Regions from separate parts of the Macaca mulatta genome. Here region 1 is linked to region 2. A link is a contact called in public Hi-C data. All regions are on one chromosome and are shown on one strand. The core of a region is the stretch at or near the end of the contact, and the rest is flanking DNA. Distances in the headings are between cores, read along the strand shown.

The links. Hi-C and Micro-C count contacts between places; a contact is called where the count stands out from the background.
Region 1: a Hi-C map of liver shows a contact between it and region 2, with 2.1 times the contacts expected there. The contact joins the promoter of ATPAF1 here to the promoter of EFCAB14 in region 2. A contact is called at or near these places in 2 of 14 Hi-C or Micro-C datasets (cortical neurons and liver).

What each region holds. Positions count from the first base shown.
Region 1 is chr1:193,920,099-193,925,822 of T2T-MMU8v2.0, reverse strand. ATPAF1 (ATP synthase mitochondrial F1 complex assembly factor 1) reads right to left here and starts at 2,414. Exons shown (of 12, transcript XR_013402370.1): 1 at 1,857-2,414. It overlaps TEX38 (testis expressed 38), which reads left to right and starts at 2,262. Exons shown (of 2, transcript XM_028834133.2): 1 at 2,262-4,180. The coding sequence starts at 4,150.
Region 2 is chr1:193,873,145-193,879,219 of T2T-MMU8v2.0, reverse strand. It overlaps EFCAB14 (EF-hand calcium binding domain 14), which reads right to left and starts at 4,800. Exons shown (of 10, transcript XM_015138873.3): 1 at 3,574-4,800; 2 at 1,960-2,108. The coding sequence starts at 3,758.

The DNA of each region.
Region 1 (5,724 bases), core at 1,165-3,664, 49 kb before region 2:
AAGGCATTATAGGTGGCCCCTTCTTCCATAAAATTCCTTTCTGGAGGTGACATAAAACACCACTGCCTTCACTGTCATGTAGATGGGCTGTTTCTCTTCTCTCTGTAGTGGGCCAGCTCCTCCTCAATAAAGAGCCACACCAGGGGTTTCTGCTTAGTAGGGCATGGCACCTGCCTGGCCAGAGCTGCAAGCAGCCCTGGGGGCTGTACCAGGACCAGGGTCAACCCTGCTAGTGGCCACAGCTGCAACTGGGCCTGCCATAGTGAAGAGGTAAAGAGGGCAAGGCACAGCCTGGGCAGTGAAGCTCTTGCTGGGATCTGAGGATATAGAAATAAATAAGTCAGACTCCCTACCTCAAGGAGCTCACTATCTAGTGGGAGAGACAGGCATAAAAGTAAACAAATTAAAGTGCAACAGGTATTATGATGAAAATTTGCTCAAACATCCCCAAATGTTAAGGTGGGTTCATGCCTCTGTACCTTTGTTTATGCTGCTGCTCCCCTTACCTGGAACATCCCCTCCTCTCCATTTTTTTTCAAAGGAAGTTTGCTAATAGATAAAGCTAGAGAGAGACTGGCAGGGACTAGGGTGCGAGGAACTTGTGTGGAACATTAAGGAGTTTGGATGTTATTTAGAGGTCAGTGGGGGATAACAGTATGTATATGGGAATGTTGATGGGAATGATCCAGTAGGAAAGGAGGGCAAAACCAGTTATTCATTTGTTCATGAGTGGGTAAGAATGAATGGATGCTGATAAAGTATTCAAAGTATGAGTAGACAACTCTTCAGAGATGCTTGTGTGTAAAAGAGATCAAATACAGATCAATGAGAGAAGCTCGTTGGGGAATGTACATCAAGGAAAGGTTTTTAAGATGACAAATACTTGAGACTATCTCAATGCTGCTGGAAGGAGAGCAAGAATACTCATTCATTTACTGCATAACTGTTTCAAATGGCAAGAAAGATCACTATAGTAGCAGTGAGAGGAACTGGGGTAAAGGGGTCCAGGAATGGAAGTAGGGAACACTAGAGGATAATGGCAACAGCCCAAGTGACGATGATGGAGTAAATTAAGGCAGTGGAAGTAGAGACGGGACAGAACTCAAAGAATTTACCGTACTCTTTGGTTTCCTTTCATAACTCTTTGGTTTCCTTCTTACCCTGCTAAATTCTCTCCCAAGCCCCTTTAATTTTCACCTCTGTTCTCCTTTAGCTCTTCCCGCTTGAACTCTTCAGACTCTCCTATAGCCCCTCACATGCACCTCAAGCCCCTCTAAGCTCCAGGGCCTTCCCTCTGGAAGCTAAGGGGTGGTGTTAGGGACCCTGGACTCAGAGTCAGACAAATCCCAAAGAGCTGTGTGACCTTTGGCAAGTCTCCTACTCTCGCTGATCCTCAGTCCCCTTATCTTAAGAGGGTTCAATGGGTGATCCGACTGTGACACTACTAGTCTTTGATGCCCTCCTCCTATCCCCAATCGCCTTTCCTTGCAGACAAGGGCCTCAGCTGTCTTAATATGTGACCTTGAGCAAGTCAAGTCCCTTCTCTAGAAGGCGTTTTCCCATTTCTATAATGAGGACAGGTGTCTGAGCTGCCTGCCTCAGGGCTGTCATAAGAGTCTACCTTAGCGTTTGGAGAACCAAAACACAGACAAAGCCAGGGCTTTGCAGACTCCCAGCTCTGACACCAACTAGCTGTGTGATCTTGGGCAAGTGACCTAGCCACGTGGAGCCTGGCTACATCATCTGAAGAGTGGGGACAGTACCAGTGCCCACCTCACAGGGCTGTCCTAAGGCCCAGCAGCCCGGGCCGCCCCTCCTCCCGCCTCCTGCCCGCTCCAGCCAGCCGGGGCCCGCACCTGCGCAGCTGCTGGATCTTGTCGCGGTAGCGGTCGTAGAAAGGGTTGGCCTGGAGCTCGGCCTCGGCCCCGACCCCGCTGCAGTCGGCGCCCCGCTCGGGCCGGCCGGAGCCGCGGCGCACTGGGAACACGCGCAGCTGCGCGGGTGACACAAGCCCCAGGCCCAGGGCGCGGCTGCGCACCGCGCACAGGCCCCGGTAGAGACCGGCCACCTGCAGGACCGCCGGTCCCGCGCCACCTGCAGCCGCCACCACCACAGCAGCCATGGCCGCCCCCGCCTCCTCCTCCTCAGGCGCGTCGGCCTCGGCCCGCGGCCCGCGCGCCCGCTCCATCCCGCTCCGAGTGCGCCGCGCCCGCGCTCCGGCACCGAGGTTCCGCGCGCCCAACGTTCCGGGCGCAGGAGAGCGGCTAGGCGGGGCGGGAAGGAGGGGGCGCGCCGCTCTGGCCCCGGCACTGCGCGCTCTCGCCGCCCTGTGTAAGCCACGGCCCGCCTCCTGCAGGGAGGCTGCCCAAATTCAACGCCCTTCCTCCCTCTGGGACCAGCAGCCTCTGCGCGCCAAGTCCGCTCTCTAAAGCCAGCGGACCTCCGGGTCCTGGCGGTGCTTGCCCCTGGCACTTGCTGTAGTGCCCGGTACTCGCTGTAGTAGTCCGTCCTTCAGCATCGAAGGTCCTTAACCAACTGTAATCACAGCAGCAAGCTTCTCTTTACTGAGGTTGCTATGTGCAGGACACTGATCGGCTTCATACTCTGTGTGGCAGGTATTATCTTCATCTAACAAATCAGGAAACCGAGGCCGAGAGTAATTATGTGACTTGTTCAAGTTCTACCCGAGAGCTGAGCTCTTTTCAAGATGACAGCTGCCTCTTAAGCCTCCTTTTCCTCTGCTTCCTGACATCCTCCTTGAACTCCAGCCACACTGACCTATTCTCTCCCAAAGAAACACCAGGATTACTCCTTGAAGAGTCCTTATTCAGGCCCTTTTTGACCCCTGGAATCCTCTCTCTTTCCATTCTCTCAACCCAAATGCCACAATCTTCCTTACCGTGTGAACCAGGTGCGAGGTCCTGGGGTCAGGGATAGTGACATCAACATCTCTGTGTCCCACCTGCTCACAGAACGGGGCCAGTCCTGGAGTGGGCTCTCTGGGACAGTACTCATCATCAGGTCCTTCTTGTCTGGGTTTTGTCGGATTGAAACCCTTCCTGGGACAAGGGCAGAGCCTTCAACTCTGCTCAATCCAACCTATGCTCATGGAGATCAGCCCTGAGCCCTGCCCTGTGCGACGAACAGTGTAATGGAAGATGAGTAAGTCCTTCAAGTATGCCAGCCCATACCTGGCTCACACTCCTCACACTTACTGTTTTCTCTGTGGATTTGCATGTGGCTGCCTCCTCATCATCTAAGGGCTCAGTTCACATGTAAGCACCTTCAAGGGACCTAAATGACAAAACCCCCATCTCTTTATAGTCTTTATCCCATTGCTCTGTTTCATTCTCTTTATAGCAGTTATCATTATCTGAAGTTCTTAGATCCTTGTTTATATTAATTCATTGAGCTTACATTCTGGAGGAGTGAAACAGACAATAAATAAACATATAATGTTAGGTGATGCTACATGCTGTGCTGAAAAACAGCAGGCTAAGAGAGAGTGAGATAAGGGGGCACTTGAGCAGAGACCTGAAGGTAATGTGGGAATGCGGGGGGAGGAGCCTTCCAGGTAGAGGAACAGCAAGTGCAAAGGCCCTGATGAGGAGGTTATTGAGTCTGAATGAGTGAGGGCACAGCGGTAGAAATGAGACCAAGAAGGTATAGGGAGGGTTAGTTAGATTGCTCATGCCTTGGTTAAGGACTTTGATTTTAAATCTAATGAGATCGGAAGTTACTATATGTTTTAAGCAGCGGAGCAACATGATCCTTTTTAAAAGGATCATGCTGGCTGCTGGTGGAATTTAGGGTATGTGGAGGCAAGGATGGAAACTCTCCCAAGGGTGACTAATTTGTCCTAGTTTGCCTAGGACTTTCTTGGCTCTAGCATTGAAAGCCCCATGTCCTGAGAACCACCCCAGTCTTGGGCAAACCAGGATGTTGGTCACCCTACAGGGAGAACAGTAATCTAAGTGAGAGATGGTGGTACTTGGACTAAAGTGAGAAAGAAAAAAGTGGCCAGATTTTGGTTGTATTTTGAAATAAAAGCCTACAGATCTTGCTGGTGGAGTCAGTGTGGGTGTGACAGAATGAAAGGAGTCAAGGATGACTTGCAGGTTTTTGGCCTGAACAACTCGAAGGACAGAGATGCTACTTATGAAGAGGAGGAAGGCTGTAGGTAAAGTAGACTTTGGAGGATGGATAATCAGAGTTTGGTTTTGGACATACTGGTTTGGGATAATTTAACAGACTGGCAAGGAGGGATGTCAACCAAGTATTTGGGTATGAGTCTAAAAGTTCTGAGGAGCATTCCAGGCTGGAGAGATACAGTTGTATGCTGTCAGTGTATAGTGATATTTAAAGCCAGGGGTCTGGGTGAGATAACTGATGGAATGAATGTAGATAGAGCACTAAGAACTGAGCCCTAGACATGCCTATATTTAGCAATCAGGGGAAAAGGGGGAAACCAGCAAAGGAGAATGATAAGTAGGGGCCAGTGATATAGGAGGAGAGCAAGGGTAAGTGGATCCTGGAGAGAATTCTGTGCTGAATAGTTCCCTAAGTCACACACTGGAGGACTATAAAGAGGGGAGTCATTAAAATGGTGCCAAGAAGCTGAGCTACAAGCAGTGGTGCAACCTACTGGGAAGGCTGACTTAAGCTTAATTAGGGAAGGGCTTTCTAACTGAGCTGCCCATAAATGCATCAAGCTGCTTCAGGAGGTGGTGAGCAAGTTCCTGACTCAAGTGAGTACTGAGTCCAAGGGGATTAGTTGCTGTGTAGGGAAAAATCTACCCCCAGGAGTCAAGCATGGTCCTGATGGTAGGACCAGATGGTGTGAGATGAACTAGACAACTCTCAAAGTTCCTTCAAATGGGAGATGATATGATTCTGGGCAGTTTGTCACAGAGTAGGGGAGCTGAGCTGAGTCCTGAAGGATGAGTAGGTGTTCAGTGGTGGGAAAGTAGGCAGGGGCACTCCTGGGTGAAGGAGCAGCATGAGCACACCTCCAGAGATGTGAATGAGCAGGGTCTGTTCAGGAGTATGGACTAGGCAGAAGGGAAAGGTGTGTGGAGGATGAGGAGGGAAGTAAGGCTAGCAGGAGATGCAGGCCAGATGGTGGGGAGCCTCACAGGGCCTGGTGCCTGGGAAACACTTGTCAGCACTTGAAGGAAGGTAACTAAATAAAAGACAGTTTGTTGGAGCCAAAGAAGGAGGTATTGACCACTTGGTTCCCTTGAGCAGGTTTTTCCTGCAACTTGGTTAGGTACTTTTTGAGAACAGGGCTGCCCAATGCTGTGTGTTCCTTGTTACATTCCTCACTGGGGACAGGTATCCCATCAACTGTTCCCTAAAGATCAGCAACATCAGTAAATCCCTGAGGGATGATGGCCCTTTCCTGGGGTCTGCTCTGTGGGTTCACCATAAGGGGTAGGGGCAGACAATTCAATAGGTGAACCAGTCTCTGATAGAAGTAGTAGAGACAATCCACCCAAAAAATGCCACTGGATGATGTTCCCTCCTTCCATTAACCCAGGACCACTTCACAAGCACTACCCCTAGAATGCCCAATGCTCAGAACCCAGTGACCTCTCCTTTAGAGAACAAAGGGCCTGGGCATTCTGGAGACTCTGACTGGCTGGGCAGATAGGCTGACTGGCTGGGCAGATGGGTGGGTGAGTTCCCTCTCCCCAGAGCCATCGGCCAGGTACCAAAGCTCAA
Region 2 (6,075 bases), core at 3,551-6,050:
AGAAAGCCTTGTGGTCAGTTTCCTGGTGTGCTCATGCTATTAAGGTTAGGGTATTTGTGATTAAGTTGAAACTGGTGCCTTTGCTTAGAAGATTAACCCTTGAAACCTAGAGCCAAAAATTTCAGTGTTGCTAAAAAAAAAAAAAAAAAAAATCTGTCAAATCCAGTCAAAGCTACTGTGCCAACGTACCTTTTGGAAAAAGTAATTTGGGCCGAGCACAGTGGCTCACAGTTGTAATTCCAGCACTTCGGGAGGCTGAGGCAGGCAGATCACTTGAGCCCAGGAGTTTGAGACCAGTCTGGGCAACATAGCAAAACCCTGTCTTTTACAAACATATGAAAATTAGCAGAGGGTGGCGCGTGCTTGTAGTTTCAGCTACTGGGGTTGGGGGTGTGGGGTGCTGACGCGGGAGGACTGCTTGAGTCCATGAGGTCAAGGCTGCAATAAGCCAGATGCCACTGCACTCCAGCTTGGGTGATAGGGCAAGACCTTATCTCAAAAAAAAAAAAAAGAAAAGAAATGAAAAAGTAATTTGGATGTGTAAAATACAACTTTACAATTTAGAATATACAAAACTCTGTGACTTGAAAACCTCCTTAAACTTTAAAACTCATTCATGAGATAAACATTTCTGACAGTTGGATAGTGTTCAAAGTAGGTATGGTTGTTGTAAGCCCTTCATGAATATGTAAATTAGTGCAAGTTTCCTAAAACTTTAAAATGATAACACTCATTAATGGTATTTAAATTTTTTTTCTTGAAACAGATCATGTTACTAGTATAAGCACAGCTAAGGAGAGAAATCTATCAGTCCTTGCTCTAAGCTTGAAAACTGGTAAGTGTGCAGAAAACCAGTTCTTCCTGTTTCTTCTACTAAACTTCTTTTAGATTACTGACCAAGTTGATATCCAAGAGATTTGTAGGCCCTTGAATAAATGTGCGTAGGCTTACAAGGCCACCGGGAACAGTGGTGCAGATAGTAGTGTTGTAAATGTGAAGTTGGGCAGCAAGGGGCAAGAGGATGCTCAGCTCTTTCATACTTAATCACTGAACAAATTACTTAATCCTTCCAAGAGCACAAGATAATAAAAATAATAGCCATCTCACAGGATTATTTTGTAAAGAAAATGATATGAGACTTGGCACACAGTAGGCCTTCCACAGATGTTAGCTACTCTTATTATTGCCCATTCCTATGCTCTTATTTGGTCTTTCTAAAGAGGCAATCCTTTGACAGATGCTCCCACATTCTTTCTCAAATGGCCCTGTGAGGTAGAAGGAATAGCTCAGTGTTGTCATTGTCACTTTATACTCGGGGAGATGCAAGCTATAAGTAGAGGTTAAACGAAGTTCTAGACTCCTATCCTGGGGGTAGGAGTCTCTTGCCTTCTGCACGCTAAGCATTTACTGCAATGCCATTATTTCAGATATTACTTCTCCTGCTGGTGCATAAGCACTGCCTTTTATTTGTGAGTTTAAAAACAAATAAGTATTACAACATTCAAGCAGACAGCTCAAAAAGAGTATAAAAATACTGAGAGGAATGTATAATTGCTTCACTAGAATGAGCAAAACTCTTCATTCAGCATGGTTGACTTTGTCCCAGAACCTGGAAAGGAGTCCAAGATGACACCCTGAAGAGAGTGACCACTGCCGGTCATGGTGGCTCACGCCTGTAATCCTAGCACTTTGGGAGGCCGAGGTGGGTGGACCAACTGAGGTCAGGAGTTTGAGACCAGCCTGGCCAACATGGTGAAACTCTGTCTCTACTAAAAATACAAAACAATTAGCTGGGCGTGGTGGCATACACCTGTAATCCCAGTTACTCAGAAGGCTGACCACAAGAATCACTTGAACCTGCAGTGAGCCGAGATTGTACCACTGTACTCCAGCCTGGGCAACAGAGCAAGACCCTGTCTCAAAAAAAGAAAAAAGAAAAAAAAAGGAGTAACCACTTACTTGTTCGAAATTTTTCCTTGAGGGCATCCAGATCCTCCTTGAGAGCAACCTGCATCCATACCAAGCCAACACAGGCCACAACACAGGCAGCAAGGATGACAAAACCACAGAGCGGATAACAGATCTTGCAGCATCGTAAATAGTCTCCCCTGCTCAAGAGAACAAATTCAACCATGAGTACAGAAGTGATTATGGGGTATAGCTTCATTAGAAATAGTACACGTTTTGCCATGCAATTATCTCCTCTAAATGAATAACCAGTGAATTAACCAGGGAAGGTAGGGTAAAGCACTTAAATGAATAAATAATACGACCTATTAAGGGTTCATCTACTAGGTACAAAAGTTTCAAACGTCACATAAAACAGAGGGAACTCCTGCAGGTAAAAGGAAGATCGTAAAGGCACTGCAGCTGTCATCATCAGGAGAGAGGTCTTTGAATACAAGCTCAGGTCACAAAAGTGTAAAGATCAATGTTTCTCTGCAATTCCATCTCTGCACTGTAATTTCCCTATTGATTTCTCTCTCTCAAATGCATACTCACTCACTCCGGGGAATCTTGTTTCAGTTTCCTGAAACTTTATAAACTTTTGAGCAAGTTTTACTGCAAAAGAAATGAAAGAAACAGGATCTGTAGTTTTAAGTGGACACCTGGTGTATTCTAGCTTATTGGCTCAGAAGTAAGGAAACACAGAAGGGGCTAGATTTCACACAAAACATCAACCAACTTTCAAGGTCTAAACTAACCTAGCAGGGTAACTACTCCAGGTATCTTCTGATGAAGGTAACACTTCATCAGACCTTCATAACCCAAACCCAGGATTGCCCTTAACAGCCTAAGTTGACAAAGCTCATTAGAAATCAAACTCTTCCTTTAACAAAACAAGACATTTTAAACCAACCAACCACTCAATGTCAGCATCCTGACCTTCTGCCTAGCCATTGTTTACACATCTTCAGCAGAATCCTCTTTTCTTTTAGTGTGCGCCCAGAGAGTCCAAGGGCGTTTTTAAAGTTCGCTTTGGTCCTTTCCCACCCTGAGCCCCATTCCCAATGTTCTCAAATCTTACTACTTGATTTGCCTAGTGGTCTCTACACCTATGAATGACGAGGGAAAATGATGCCTCTTCTTTTGCCCCCTCACCCCACCTACTCTCAAGGCTCCTACTTCCTACTATATCTCTCACCATATTTCCCCATCACCAATATTCAGAATCATCAAGAGTGCAAAAACGAAATAATTTGCAGTCTTAAAGTCTCTGTTTCTCCTTCGTTCTACACTGTTTCAAAAGGTCTAGTCTCCAAAGCTTCTCTGCTCCTCTGTCTCCATTCTTCGCTTCTTTAGGACTCCCTGGGCTCTTGGCACATTCTCCCAACTCCATATTTCCACCTCGGATTTGGAGATTTTCTTTCTACACCTAAAGACAGGTCTCTAACTTATTCTTCATTCAGGATCTGAACTTACCTTTTCCCTAAAACCGTTTTTCCCTCTTTGACTTCCAAGGTCTACACCCTTTTTTCTTCCTAAGGAATTCCTTTCTCCTTCCTGTCAATGTGGCCCCTTGGTAGTGCAAGGAGATGCCTTCTTCCCATTCCACCTTTCACCACTACTCACTTGGCAAAGCGAGAGCGATTTCCAACCACACCGAATTCCTCTTCCTCTTCGGAGCTGGACTCAGAGTCTGAGTCGGGAGGCTCAGTGCGAAGCAGGCGGTGACTGCTTGGGCCTTTCTTGGGCTTCTTTCTCCGGCTGTCCCCAGCCAAACCAATCAGTGCATTGAGCTCTTTGCGCTTTTTCATCTTTTTGTGTGGGGTAAGTGGAGCCCCGACTCCTGAGCTGCCAGGTTCGTACCCGACGCCCAATTCTCTTCCTGCCTTGGAGCTGCCTTCCAGGGTTGGAGATCCTGGGCCAGAGCCCCCTGGTCACTCCCACCTAGGGGTGGGACTGACCAGATCCGCCAGGGACTGGAGATTGGAGCCCAGAGGAAACTGGAACTCAGATGGGTGGGGGAAATCACATAGAAATGGCCAAGGAGCTGGTGACCCCAAAGGATAAGGCCTTGGACGCAGAGTGTTAGTACAGGGTGGAAAGGGGCCTTTATCTTCCACAGGGCGAAAAAAAGCCAAGTCAAAAATGAAGGATTCTCAGCCCGGATAAGTAGGCAATACTTCTAAGAGTGCTCCAGGAGCTGAGGAAGGGCACGCTTAAAATAGGTGTTTTGTACCTCCGGGGGAGGATTTCCAACGGAGAGGGAAGAGAAACTTGTTCTTGAATGGGAAGAGAGCGGGGAGGTGCAGAGCAAGAACGTGGGAACGCGTCAGTCCCTTCCTGGCAGGACAGGTGGCGGCAGGAGGCGGCTCCCAGCAGTTACAATCCCAACACTGCTTGGCCGCAGAGAAAATGCCCGGCCCAGGAAGCCGGCTGGGGTGTGTGATGATCACCGTTCTCCGGCCTCCGTCCTGAACGTGAAGGAGGCCCGAGGCCGAGGAAGATCCGGATCCCGGCTCGAAGGGTCGGCCTGAGAGAAGCCAGTCCCGCGCCTGCTAGACCCCCGCCCCGCTGTCTGGGCCTTGGGGACACGGTGCCGCGGGCTACGGCGGCTTGGCCGACAGAAAGCGCTCCCGCCCGTAGTTTGAGGTCTCCGGCACGGGCAACTCTCGGCCACTCACACGCGCAGGCCCCACTCCAGCCGCGACTCCGGCCCCTGCTCCGGCTTCGGCCGCGGCTGCTCCCGACACTTTGTTGTTGGTGTTGGTGGCGGCGGCGGCGGCGGCCGCGGGCTCCAGACCCGGGCCATCGCTCCAGCCCCAGATGACTTCCCCTTTGGCAGCGGCCACCGGCACCGCCTGCCAGTAAGCCGTGCTCCCATTGGTCGCCCGCCTGGGTGACGTCACGCCGGGGCGAAAGTCGAGGCGGAGAGGTGGGGTGTTAAAGGGGCCCTGCCCCTGCTGGGGCTGGGTCCCACCCTCCGGTTAGGGTGGCCCCGCCCCCAGGAGGGCTTCCGGGACCTGCTGCTCCTCTGAGCCGGGTGGAGTTCTGCATCCTGCGGAGCGCGGGCGGGGCAGGCAAAGTACCCAGCTGCTCGACCTACCTGGAAAGTTTATCAGCCGCCCAGGCACCCAGTTGTGAACTGGACTAACCAAGTCTGAAGGCTCCGCCCCTCTGACTCTCACACAGGCTATTAAAAGTTTAGGCGCGTTTCAGATTAATGAACACATTCATTCAGTCAATAAATATTTATTGAGAGCTTACTTACTACGTGTCAGGAGCTGTTCTAGCGCTGGGGATACAGCCATGAACAAAATAACCAGGGTGCTTGTCTTCCTGTGTAGGGTTGCCAGATTTAGCAAATGAAAATGTAGGACACCCAGTAAAGTTTGAATTTCAGATAAACAGCAAACAATTTTTTAGCGTTAAGACGTCCCATGCAACATCTAGGACATCCTCATACTAAAAAATTATTCATTGTGTATGTGAAATGCAAGTTTAGCTGAGCATCCTGTATCTTATCTGCCAATCTATTCCTGCAGTTTATTTATACTCTAGTGGGAGGAGAGCAACAATAGGCAAGCATGTTAAATGTCAGGAGGTTATAAGTGTTATTAGGAAAATTGAAACACGGTCAGGTGATGGGGAGTGCCTCTGTGAAAAGGGAACATTCAGCGAGATTATCAGAGGAGGTGAGGGAGTGAGCTGTGCAGTGTTTGCAGGAAGGAGTGACCAGGAAGACCTGTTGTGGCTGGACCAGAAGAGCAAGGAACAGAGTGATAGGAAATGAGGTCAGAGAAGCATGAGAGGCCAAAGCTTTAGGGCCTTATGGATCACTGAAAGGACTTTGGGAAAGCACTGGGGGCTTTAAGCTAAGAGGTGGCATACTCTGGCTTTTCCGTTTAAAAAAAAATCACTCTGGGCCGGGCGTGGTGGCTCACGCCTATAATCCCAGCATTTTGGGAGGCTGAGGCGGGCAGATCGTGAGGTCAGGGGATGGAGACTATCCTGGCCAATATGGTGAAACCTTGTCTCTACTGAAAATACAAAAATCAGCTGGGCGTGGTGGTGTGCGCTTTTAATCCCAGCTACTTGGGAGGCTGAGGCAGGGGTTCAACTGGCTTGAAC